2 separate regions of the Sus scrofa genome follow, and region 2 is linked to region 1. The links are chromatin contacts, called in public HiChIP or PLAC-seq maps. All regions are on one chromosome and are shown on one strand. The core of a region is the stretch at or near the end of the contact, and the rest is flanking DNA. Distances in the headings are between cores, read along the strand shown. Region 1 holds the start of PUS7L (pseudouridylate synthase 7 homolog-like protein). Region 2 holds the start of TWF1 (twinfilin-1).

The links. HiChIP or PLAC-seq counts read pairs in DNA pulled down with a chosen protein or histone mark.
Region 2: an H3K27ac HiChIP or PLAC-seq map of alveolar macrophages shows a contact between it and region 1. The contact joins the promoter of TWF1 here to the promoter of PUS7L in region 1. A contact is called at or near these places in 1 of 5 promoter capture datasets (liver), 7 of 47 Hi-C or Micro-C datasets (alveolar macrophages, embryonic fibroblasts, fibroblasts and 3 more) and 2 of 2 datasets of contacts at active chromatin or transcription factors (alveolar macrophages and skeletal muscle).

What each region holds. Positions count from the first base shown.
Region 1 is chr5:74,831,561-74,838,112 of Sscrofa11.1, forward strand. PUS7L (pseudouridylate synthase 7 homolog-like protein) reads right to left here and starts at 3,575. Exons shown (of 9, transcript XM_021092566.1): 1 at 3,439-3,575.
Region 2 is chr5:74,878,864-74,885,274 of Sscrofa11.1, forward strand. It overlaps TWF1 (twinfilin-1), which reads right to left and starts at 2,357. Exons shown (of 9, transcript XM_005664155.3): 1 at 2,227-2,357; 2 at 498-575. The coding sequence starts at 2,251.

The DNA.
Region 1 (6,552 bases), core at 2,325-4,824:
TTCTTCATCCACTCCAGGCTTCTGTCTATTAAAATTCCAGGATTAAAATGGTCTATTTCAAGTTCAATGCCATTTGTAGGCCTACAAAGACAAGACAAGACTATACAACTGCTTACAATGATTTGTTTAAACTCCATCCCTGAAACCTAAAATTTCCACCTAATTCCAGAGAAATTGTGGCTAGACATTTGTATGTGAAGGGACAGGGATGGGAGAAGGGATGGGGAGAAGCCAGGATGAAATAGTCCAAACTGATAGCAAAATGAAGTTCTAAAACCAACTTGCAATGTGATTATGCTTCAAGGTAGGTTTAAATTACCCCTCGACCTTAAGCCTTCTTAAAAGCTCAGAGAGAAACTTTTACAGATAGAAGCTTTTGAGGTTGACCCAGACGAAAATTTCAGCCATCTCTGTTTAGCATCAGAGAGGAGAAATCTTTACAGACCAGACCTTTTTGAAGCAGCAGACAAAAGTCCTACGAGGAAAACGTCACTCATTCTTCACAGAACCTGTGGCTACAGTACCAGATGGAGTTTTAGGAAAGATAAAATGCCCAGGGGACCTGTACTCAGTTCTTTACATTAACCATACTCTCCAGGTAACTAACTCATCCTGACCTGGACCTTCATCTCATTTCTCCAGTGTATCCTACTAATCTGAACCAAGTTAGAAAACCACCCCAACACCACCCTTTCTATTACGCCATGCAGAAATCACAGCACATTCTCTATATCCTAATTCCTAGGGACTGTATAGGATCTATTTTATTTTCCCTTATTCCTAATTTCTTGCACAGTATCCTCAGTTTCTCGCCTTAACTGAAACTTGGCTATTTTGCCCATGCTGCTTCTGCTATAGTCCTCACAAGTGAGGGCTACTTTCCTTTCATACCCACCTTGGGCCTGGGGGTTGTAAATATTTCCTATGTTTGCCACGGCTCCTTCCAAACCATGATTTCCTCCTCTACCTCCCCAAATCCCATTTCCCTTGAAGTTCATGCAATCAGGCTGTACTATTTGCTGTCAGCTTCTGTCTGGTGCCAAGACAATTCTTCTTCAGTCACTGATGACTCTAATACCTGGCTGACTGTCTTCCTACCCAGCATGACCTCCATGACCATCCATGTGGATTATCTATTTAATATCACAGTCTCTCAGTTCCTCAATCTCAACCTCAAACCACTTCCACTTCATCTGGGACAGAGCTTTGACTTTCTCTTCACCAAAAGCTGCATCACCTTTAGGCATCTGGTTCTCTGATGACTCCTGCTGTCCTTTCATCACCTCTACTTTAGAACTTCCATTGCAGAAATTCTTACACATCATGAAGGCCTCTAATCTCTACTCTACTAGTCCACCATAGTCCATTCTCCACATAGGATTCAGAAAGATGATTTAAAAGTTAAATTAAATTTTATCACAGCCCTGTTTAAAATCCTCTAATCATGTTTATAATATAATCCAAATATTTACCCTGGCTTCCCAAAACTTCTAAGATTTTGGACTCTATTCTCTAAGTCTATCTTGTACCCTTTCTCAATTGCCTACCATATTCCAGCTACACTGGCCTTCTTCAGTTCCTCTGTGCTAACTACTCCTACTGATTCAATCAGCCCTTCCCCAATAACATCCTCAAAGAGGTCTCCCCTGATCAATAATTCAAAGGAACCAGAAAACCACTATTTTTTTCACAACATCCTCTTGCATTTTCTGCATACCATTTCTATCTAATGGCAAGAACCTTGTCTGCCTTATTCACTGATCATCTCACAATTAGAACAGTGTCAAGAACATAGTAGGTGCACAAGAAATACTGATCGTTGAATAAATGAAACAGCTAGTACAAAATAACAGCTGTAAGAGTGAAGAAGAAGAAATTCTGCCTACGAAATCAGCAAAGGCATAATGCAAGAAGTGGTCAAGACTTCAAAACAGTTTAAGCCACAAAAAAGAGGAGAGACATAAGTGATACACAAACAAAATATGCCACGTGTTAGAGAACACTGAACAGGTTGGATACAGAGCAGGTGGAGAAAAGGTTTTCCAGTACGGTTTTGGAAAATACAGCTGGATTAGTGCCAAACTAGGTAAGACACTGAACGCCTTATCAAGGACTTGGAATCCACCGAGTGGTCAAAGGAGGGCCATTAGAGGTGCTTGAATAGAAAAATGCCACAATCCAAAAGGATGTTTTAGTAAGGTGACTGAGCAAGATAGATCTGATGAAGAGTTAGAGGAGCTGGAAAGCAATGTGATATGACCAAGAGCTCCCTGCAGAATTGGCCTTGGGAAGAATAATGATCTACTCTATACCCAGTAAAAGGAAGATATAAATAAGGACGTTCTCAGTTGGTAGAACGACTAGAGGGAACGATGAGGGAATGACAACCAAGAGTGGAACTGTGCTGGAGGGCAGCCAAAGAACCCACATGGAGTTAGGCACAGACGTTCAGGGTGGAGAGGGAAAGCATAGTTTGGCTGATCCAAGGCTGGGCAATTGTTGGCCCAGGGCAGATTCTGGGAGGATGTTTGAAAAGACTGTAGCGCCTCCAGTTTCTTCCACCGCCAACGCTCCGCCTCTCCCCACTTCCTATTTCGGTCACCAACCCACAGGACTAAAATCTCCTGGTGCGTAGCCTTCAGGCTCGTTCACAGGCACCCAAGATGCACCCTGCAGCTCCACTAGCTGCTTCTCCTCCCCGTACCCCGCCTATCCCAAGGCGCGATACTAGCTCCCGTCGCCCTCCTCTTGGGGACAGAGGGTCAGGGACCCAAGGCCAATCTTATCTCTCCACACACAAGTCCCACGTGGCGCAAGAAGCTCGACCCGGTCTACCTCACATCCAGGAGGAGGCATTCTTCGGCACAGCGCTGTGCGCATGCCCGGAAGCTTTAAACTATTTCGCCTCCGACAAGGGCGTATTTAAAGGAGCAGGCTCCACTTAAAGAAGCGCCTCGCAAGAGACCTGCTGTGGAGCCGCCTGGAAGCACAAAAAGGAAGGAAGGGAGCGGAATGGGGCGGTCCTGGGCGGGGCCTGACGTGTTGGGCCCGCCCCGGCCCATCCTAGAGCCGGGGTTCCCGGACAGCTGGCTCAGCCCCGAGGCGCTCCGCCCGCCCCCGGCACCCCGCGCTTGGGCAGGTAAGGCGTTCCCGCCGAGCGCGCCACCTCCTCCGCGGGATGTCCAAGGTGCGCGCCCTGGCCTCTGTTCCTCTGCCCCAAGGTTGTCAGGGACCCGTTTCAGAAGGAAAAAAAAAAAAAAATCACCATTCTTATCTTCAGCCCAAGTGAGAAAAGTTAGAGGAGGAAGTAGGTTGCGTGCGCAGCACTTTTTCCGGGATAAAGACTTGGTGGGTCCCAGGGGATCAGAAAGCTAGCGGTACCTGAGGAGGAGCGTGGGGCGTGGAGAGGCGACCCTCGGTGCTTCCTTTGGAGCTCACCTCAAGTCTCAGTTCTCGGGCCGTGTGTTCCGAGAACCCGATTACGGAATGAAAACTCTTTTCCGGAGAACCAGGAAGTAAGACCAGCGCTCAGCGGAGATGCAGTCCGAACCCCAACAAGATTCTAACTAGCTTGTTTCTCAGGCTTCCAGGAAATTAGAAAGTTGCAGCGAGGTTGTAAGTACCTTATCAGATGGGAAAAGTGTACCGACAGCCTGGAAACGAGAGACGGAACGAAGGGATGAAAGCAGACCTCGAAAAAGCATGTTAGCCGTTTAGAATGGGACCAAATGGTTTTCTTGGTGCTTAAAAAGCGTATCTGCCCAGGGAGCCCCAAGAGCAGAGAGTATTCAATTTGCCTTTTCCCTTTCTGGGAGTAATCCTTGAAGAGATCCGTCAGAAAGTTCAGATTTCTTGTCTTTTCTTGTTTGCATGCTCAACAATCATTTGAAGTTTGCTTTTTAACTGTCCAAACAGCGCCCCTGAACTTCCAGGCTAAACTTGACCCTTCCACAGTGTTCTCCAGCTCAGTAAAAGTCAGGAAGTTCGTTCAGGGCAGAAACCTTGGTGCTCTTTCTAAGTTTCACATAAGGACTGAGGATTCCTTGTGCTCTACCTTAGGAAATAGCCAGCATTCTAAGACTTCTACCGTCTTTGTTACCACTGGGATCCAAGCCGCCAGCATCTCCCACCTGGCTGTATTCTACTACTTGGTCTCTTCCTGCTTCTCTGCCTTTAATATCCTTTATTCTCTTCAGCAACCCCTATTGTCTTTTTAAGACATGAGCATAGAGCATGTTTCTCCTATTCTCAAAACCTACACTGTCTTCTCATCTCACTGAGAAGGTAAAGTCAATACAAAGGCTATAGGGCCCTAGCAGATCTGGCCCCATTACCTCTCTCATCTGTTCTACTTTTCTGCTCCCTCTTCTCTGGTCTGTCTCCTTGCTGTTTCCTAGTGGACCCATTCCAGACCTTTTGCATTTAACTGTTCCTTTTGCCTGGAAACCTTTCCCACAGATATACCAGTGGCTAGCTTTCTCATTCCTTCAAACCTTTCATCAAAGGGCTCCTTCTTGGAGCCAACTCTGACTGCTCTACTTAAAATTAAAACCACTTCTCAGTTTTTTTTTTTTTTTCCATTCCATTTGGCACCATCTAATGTACTACAGAACAAATGCTTATTGCCTGTCTTCCTCTATTAGAATATAAGCTCCCTGAATTTCATTAATTTTTTTCTCATTTTCCTAACGCTTTATCTCTAATGCAAAGTAGATTCAGTACATATTTGTTAAATGAATATTTTGGTTTTTAAAAAAATATCCAAAATGTTTTAAATTATTTAACCTTTGAGTTAAATCAGTGTTTGAGAATAGTATGTTAAGTTTTATATATGGAATACCTGTACATATCCCCATTTGAGAGGGCAGCCTATATAATTTATTAGATCTAGAAAATATCACCAGCTTTTGTTCATAATGACGATGTTGTGTTGTCCAAAAATATAGATAAATGATTATCTAGAATATTTTGTTTAAGAAAGCATGGGAGCAAATGATGTATTTTAGGAAGGTTATAAACATATTAAAGATACTGTGCTTAATAACATAAGACTCTCACCATGAAAAGCTTAGTGATGTACTCAGATCTCTTAGTTCCACTCTTTCAGTTGCCCTTCCCCACTATTGTAAAAACTGGGCTTAAATACACCTCTGCACATTTCTTTTTTTTTTTTTAATGTGGCATAAGAATAACTTCTGCCATAAATAATCATCACTATATATTTTCTTTGATAACTTATTATCAATAGGATATCAAATGCTAGGCATTTGTTGATTTTAAATCTTAGCGTAACTCTTAGGTATGACCTCTCTGTTTCTCAGATGAAGAAACCAAGGTCCAGAGAAAGTGAGTTATTGACCCAGGTCACAGTTGGCCCAGGTCACAATAGGACCTTGACCCAGGCAACCTCAAAGTCCATCTTCTCTCCACTCTTCTACACTCTCTTCTTCTGATCAGAGTGCTAATGAAGCACAGTCTTAGAATTTTATTAACTTGTTTGACAAGAATGTTTTAAATTCATACTTTGAGCCCAGTACTTCGTTTGAAAATATACATATGGGTGAGAGGGCATTGAGTTCCACCCGCAGGCACTGGTTTTAGTATTATTTCTCAGTTATCACCTTACATCATATTCTTGGCTGAGTTGTCTTCTATGAAAATGTCAATCGTTTTTCTTTAACATGAGAATTAATGAATGATATGAGAAAACAGTCATGATATATTTTTGTATTTATTTGTCAGTCATATATCCAGCTCCAGTTCTATTACTCCTAAGTGCACTCAAGTAAAATCTTGAACACTTTGAAAGAGGTGGCACTTCTTAATTTTTTCTGCACAAATATTTTATTTTCAGTATAGAAAATGCAGAAAAGCAATTGAAAACAAAACAACCATATAAATCACCATCAAGAGAGAACCACGGTTAGTATGTTGGTGTATGTTCTTCCAAATGTGTGTTGGTGGTGATAGATGAATGTATGTTTAAAGTAACATTTTACATTCTGAGATTTACAACTTCCAGGCTTGTACCTTCCTTTTTTGGCATTCCTATACTATCACCTCTGCTAGAAATCTGGGTGGAATTTGTCCATTAGTCTTTAGATAAACAGAGTTTATCCTCAGTATCCTCTGAGTATTTTAGCTCGAGCATTCAGAATTACTAAGCAATTCTAGATTTACTAAATTTGTCAATCACATTGTACTTCCTACAGTGGAGAGAAATATGAATACATAAGAAAAATTACTATGAATGTAGCAACTGCAAAAATAATAAGCAGATATGAATTTTTTTTTTTGTCTTTTTTTAAGTCTGCACCCGCAGCATATGGAAGTTCCCAGGCTAGGAGTCAAATCAGAGCTGCAGCTGCCTGCCTATGCCACAGCCACAGCAATTCAGGATTCGAGCTGTGTCTGCAACCTAGACCACAGTTCATGGCAACGCAGCATCCTTAACCCACTGAGCGAGGCCAGGGATCAAACCCATGTCCTGATGGATACTAGTCAGGCTCATTACCACTAAGCCACAAGGGAACTCCCAGGCAGATATAAATT
Region 2 (6,411 bases), core at 1,107-3,606, 46 kb after region 1:
ATAGTTCGTTACATTCTCGCAACTTTTCCCAAATAAGAAAGGGTAGAATTATTTCAGCAGCATACACTGCAATCAAGTCAAGAAAATGGGAGAGTTTGATATCTTTCTACTCCATAATGTTAATTTACATTAATAACAATTCACAAGAAACTATTTTGGAGGGATAATCACCTGTTACTGATTTCCATTCCACAGATGCAAGCACTGACATGAGACAGAGATTATGGTACAGAAACTGAGACACAAAAAGTAAAACAGGAAGATGTCACACCAAAAAACATCTTTTTGTTTCCCTGATCATCAACCACAGAATTCAGAAGGTAAGCATGGGCCTGAGGGACATGCCAAAATGTAGAGGATTCAAGTTTAACTAAAGGCAAGTTCTGAACTTGTTTCACATTTATTAACAGTCCTAATCACTGACAATGTTTTAGAAGTTTGAAAAGATAACACCCAATATTCCAAGGACAAACAATATTTAAAAATGTTTAACTAACCATTTTCAATAGATATTTTCAGAAGCCTGTATTTTCCATTTCTTGCTCTGGCAAAGATATCTTTAACATCTTCACTTGCTGGGGAAAAAGATAAAGACAAGTAAACCTATTTTTTATATTTATGTATTAATAGTTTGTAATGCTAGAATAAGGAAAAAATGAAATACAAAGAAAAATCTTGAATATGCAGTGTTACCTTATCAGTAATTTAAATTATACAACTTAAAAGGTGTAACACAGTAGATATTGTAGATATCTACCATGTTAGATATAGTAGATACAACTAGTATATTTAATTTATGTTTTAAAGGTATATTAATTTTAATCTTCTTTGGCTAGATAATTCCATCACAAAAAATAATACTGAGAGTGAATGTATTAAAGTTTCTCAAACCCAATAAGGAACAAATCACAATTCTGAAAAAAACACCTTTATTGCTTGTTTGAAAAATGCTGAAAACATGCTTTCATTCTCTTCTGGTCCAATTTCAAGCATATGATAAATACACCTCCCCTTCATCAAGTTATTTTCTACATTTTCACATTAAAAACAAAAACGTCGGGGAACAAAAAAGAAAAAGCCAATAAAATTCATTCAAGCTTATGCTTATGATTCTACTTTTCTAGGCTGTACTTCTCAAAAAGCTGGAATAATCTCATTGAGCAAATACATATTTAATAACCTAGCCCTTGTGTTCCTATTAAAGCTTCAATTTTGTTCTAATTTTTTCTTGGGTTGTGTATTGACAGCAAAAACCACTATTTAATAGTGCTTGTTACAAGGCTCAAGCATGCAAGTCAGTAACTACATATTTATATATGGAAACTAACGCAGACAAATGAAACAATGCTTTTAGATTTGAGACTAAATATTTTGCTTGGGTTTGTGTTTGAAAGGGGAGGTGTGGGGCGGTGTCAAAGACCCTTAAAAACAAAATACAATTAGACGACATCTGAGGAAAGGATTCGTTGTCTTATTAACAGAAGAGCTTATGTTTATATTAGAACTCGTTCAGTGATCCTGAATAACCCTGGGACATATGCTTTGATTCTGATGAGGTGAGGCTTTCAACTGCCCGTTTTCAAATCAGTAAATAATACTGGGCAAATGTAACAGCACATTCAATTGCCTGCACGGGATAATTAAAGGCAGCCAGACGGATTAGACTTTTCAGTTCCCTGGGGAGTACCTAAGAAGGATCAACATGCCTCACACTCAGGATACATACAACGGTGCTGATGTTCTCATTTTGGAAGAAAATGCGGAAGAGTTTGGAAATATATAAGATTCCTGCATCCTTCTCATACTCGAAATCCTGTAACAACTCCTTTGGACCGGGAAAAAGAAAATTCGCCCGCCTCCAGCCAGCAAAAGGAGTTGCAATCGCCTCCACTGTTCCAAATCTTCCCAGCGGGATAAGAAGGAGGAAAGCTGGGCTAACGCCGGCGGCGGCGGACGGCACGCCCCCTTCACCCCGGCCGCCTCCAAAACCCAACTCCTCCGCTCGGGAGAATTTCGGGTCCGCAGGCAACGTGGCGGCGGCCGGGCCCGGGCTGGGAGGGCGGCAGGCCGGGAGCGCCCGGTCCGAGAGCGCGGAGGCCCGGATCGCCCCCGAGACGGACTCCCTGTGCTCCCCGCCCGACTCTAGCTCTGCCCGTCCTGTTGCCTGCCCGGGTCGCCCGGGGCCTCCCGGGAGCCCCTTCCCGCGGGCAATGCCGGCGCAGTTACCTTGGATGCCCGTCTGGTGGGACATGGCGGCGGCCGCGGGCTCCCGGCTCCGGCGCTGAGTTGCAGCGAGCGGCCCCGGCCGGTGGCTCCAGGAAGTGGCGGCTCCTTCGCCGGCCCCGCCTCGTCATCGGTCTGCGACCCGCCATCGCCCCGCCCCTCCCTGCGAGCCCTGCGAGCCCCGCGGCGTCCTCGCGCGCCCCCGCCGCCGCCGCTACTGCCTGCTTACTGCCACCCTCGCCCACTCCGCGCAGCCGGACTGTGGGTCCACGCCCCCGGGCCTCGATTCCTGCTCTCTGCCGGGGGATCACTCTCCTCCGTATTTGTCGCTGCTTTTCCTGCTTCAGCACGGTGACACAAAATATGATGGCTTTGGCCTCTGGGGTCTGCCTTCTAGCGACCCTGCCCTCTAGCGACCCGGCCAGCGCCGCCACTCACTGGTTCAAAGGGTGCTCAAAAAAGGAAATGAATATTTTACTGAACGCATTTCCAGCTTTAAAAGGATGTGCACATATCCTTCTTTGTTTACTCCTTCTGCGGTCTATACAATTTAACTTGAAAAGTCACTCCCTGACCCATTTTTTAAAATGATAACAGGCAGTGTCCCAACAAAGTCCCCTACGCTTTTAAATTAAGCTAATCTCAGTTAACTGCTTTTTTTAGTTGGGCACGTTTAAAGACCAGGTTTTCCTTTCTCTTCATTCTAAAAAGAGTCACTGAGAGTGAGAACATTAAGTGACTTGACTTTTCTGTGGTCAATTCTATCGTTCTAAACTGGAGCACTGTTCTGCTTTAGATTGGCCATTTACTTCTTTAATCAGGTAATTATTCAAGATTCATTAGGGTAATTTCTAAGTTCCCACAGGTGATATTATGAAAAATTATTTTTTATTTTCTGTTTTTCTGAACGTGGATTTCCCTTTCTAAGTGTAATTTTAGAAGTTACTTTTCTACTACTTTTCTAGTACTCCTAGATTATCGTTTCCTAGGTAGAAAACTCAATCTTTTTTTTTAGGACTTTGACCTGACAAGTATATGAAAGTACAGTCTCATTATCAATAAATACTTTGTACAGGCTGATATATGAATGCAAGTGAACGAAATCACTTTAAATGCAGCGTGTGTTTAATTAACTAGCAGGTGGGTAACTTTTTCTTTACGATTGTCATGGCAAACAAGTTTGCTGTGCTCTGTTCCTTATTATTTAAGCTTTGTTTCTTAAATGCAGCCTCATTCTGGAGTAAGCACAATTGAATTTTATAACTTATTTGGATTTAAGAAATGTACGGAGGAGTTTTGGTCTAACCAAATTCTTCCTGACTCAACAGTTCACCCTGATTTACCAGTTTTGATAGCAGTGTTGAGCACCTGCAATTTTTTTGCTGATTCATGTTCTGGTAACTAGGGAAAATTGTTTAGGGAAGTTGGCATTACTCAACAGTATTGATGAGAAAAAAATAACTCTCCATATTCATGCTTAGCGAAGACCTCTGCATGTTCAGCCTTGACGAGGAGGAAAGTCCAGGTATCTCAACCATTTTTAAGTGTTCAGTTCAGTAGTGTTTTTATATACATTCACCTTGTGCAGGGAATCTCCAAGACTTTTCATCTTGCAAAATTGAAACTTTATATTAACATTAAACAACTTTCTATTCCAACCCAACCTCCAGGCCCTAGCAAACAATATTCTGTATCTGTCTTTATAATTTAAATACTCTTAGTACCTCATATAAATGGAATCATACAGTATTTGTCTTTTTATGACTGGCTTATTTCACTTAGCCTAATGTCTTCAAGTTTCCTCCATGTTGTAGCATGTGAATTTCTTTCCTTTTAAAGACTAAATAATATTCCAGTGTATGTCTATGCCATATTTTGCTTATCCATTCACCCATCAATGGGCACGCAGGTTGCTTCCACTTTTTTGGCTATTATGAATAATACTGCTATGAACATGGATATATCTGTGTCCCTGCTTTCAATTCTTTGGGTTATGTACCCAGAAGTGGAGTTGCTAGTTTGTATGGTAAATCCCATTTTAATGTTTTTGAGGACACTCCGTACTCTTTTCCACTGTGGCTGTAGCATTTTACAGTCCCACAAACAGTGCACAAGGGTTCCAGTTTCTCCACATCCTTGTCAACAGTTATTACTTTCTATTTTTGTTTGTTTTTGTAGTAGTTATCCTAGTGGATTTGAGGTGGTTATCTCATTGTGGGTATGATGTACATTTCCCTAATGATTAGTGAGGTTGAGAATCTTTTTATGTATTTGTTGGCCATTTGTATGTCTTCTTTGGAGAAATGTCTATTCATTTTTAAAATGAGTTGTTTGTTTGGATATAGAGTTGTAGGGGTACTTTATATAGTCTGAATAATGACCAGATATGTGATTTGCAAATATTTTCTCCCATTCTATAGGTTTCCTTTTCATTTGGTTGATTGTGTCTCTTGGGGCACAGTTTTTTAATTTTGATGTAGTCCAGTATATTTTATTTTTGTTGTTACTCCTCTTACCTTTGTTAATCTTTTGATATCATCTAGCTTTTCTTCCCTAAGTTTCTGCAAATGTTTTACAAATATCATCTACACTTTCTCTATTCACTTTCTCACCTCTCACTCCTTAAGTCCATCGTTTCCAAACTGTGCTGGGAGCTCCTAGGGGACTGCAGACTTTGGAGGGAGACATAGTGGTACTTGATGTCTTTCTGACACCACACAAAATATTAGTTCAGGGTAGTTTACAGTTTCAATATCACATTGTTCTACATCCCTTTCCATAATGTCATTTGTCACTTGTTATTGGATTTAAGACCCACCCAGGGAGTTCTTGTGGCTCAATGGGTGAGGACCTGACATTGTCTCTAGAAGGATGCGGATTCAGTCTCTGGCCTGGCTCAGTGGGTTAAGAATCTGGTGTTGCTATAAGCTTAGCTGTGGTATAGGTTGCAGATGCTATTCAGAACTGATGTTGCTGTAGCTGTGGTATAGGCCTCAGCTACAGCTCCGATTTGACCCCTAGCTTGGGTGGGGCCATAAAAAAAATGATCCACTCAGGTACTGCAGGATGATCTCTTCATTTTAATATCCTTAAATAAATTGCATCTGCAAAGACTCTTTTTCCAAATAAGGTAACATTCACAGGTCCCAAAATTAGGATACAGACATATCTTTTGGGGGAGTTACCATTCAACCATCAACCTGCTACAAATATCTGAGGACTTTGATACTCTTGATCACTGCTTCTTCTTGATATATTCCTTTTTTTCTTTTTGACAGTGCACTAAAGTGATCTTCTTAACTTGGCTGGGCCATAGTGCCCAGAGTGTTACTGTCAAACATTATTCTGGATGTTGCTATGAGAGATGTCTGGGGGGATAAAATTAACATTTAAGTTGATAGACTTTTTTTTTTTTTTTCCCAGTTGTAACTGCAACTGCAGCATGCAGAAGTTTCCACTCCAGAGATTGAACCCACACCACAACAGTAACTAGAGCCACAACAGTAGCAATGCTGGATCCTTAAGCAGCTGAGCCACGAGAGGACTTAAGTTGGTAGACTTTGAGTAAAGCTCGTTGTCTTCCATGATATGGATACGCCTCATCCAATTAGTTGAAGATCTTCTTAGATCAAAGACTGATCTCACTAAAGCAAGGAATCCTGCCAGCAGACTGCCTTTGGACTTGAATTGAAACTTCCCTGATTCTCTATTCTGCAGGGTTATTCCCTCAGATTTTGGGCTCACCAGGTCTCCACAATTGCCTTTGCCATTTGCTTAAAATAAATCTCTCTTTCTATGTATACACACATCATTGATTTTATTTCTGTGGAGAACACTCACTAATATCCTTTAACTCCTTGTCTGTCTTCTTTACCTCATTTTGTCAACAGATGTGATAAATGAATTTATTATGTCTCAGCAAACTAATCCACTTCTAGACTTCAGTGTTTCTCAGTATGATACCATCACTTAAAAGCAGGCCCTGCCACACAAGGCTGCCTCCAGACCTAGGAGATCTTGTTTACGTTAGCCATATCTCTGGTATCAGTTACCAAATTAGCATAGGTCATAATTAAAATGCTCAAACCTGGAACTACGAGGCTGAACTCTTCCCTATTCTGTCTCTATTCAGTGAATCATTTCTTGCCAATTACTTAGCAAAGTTCAACGGAGCATTAAACAGTAGTT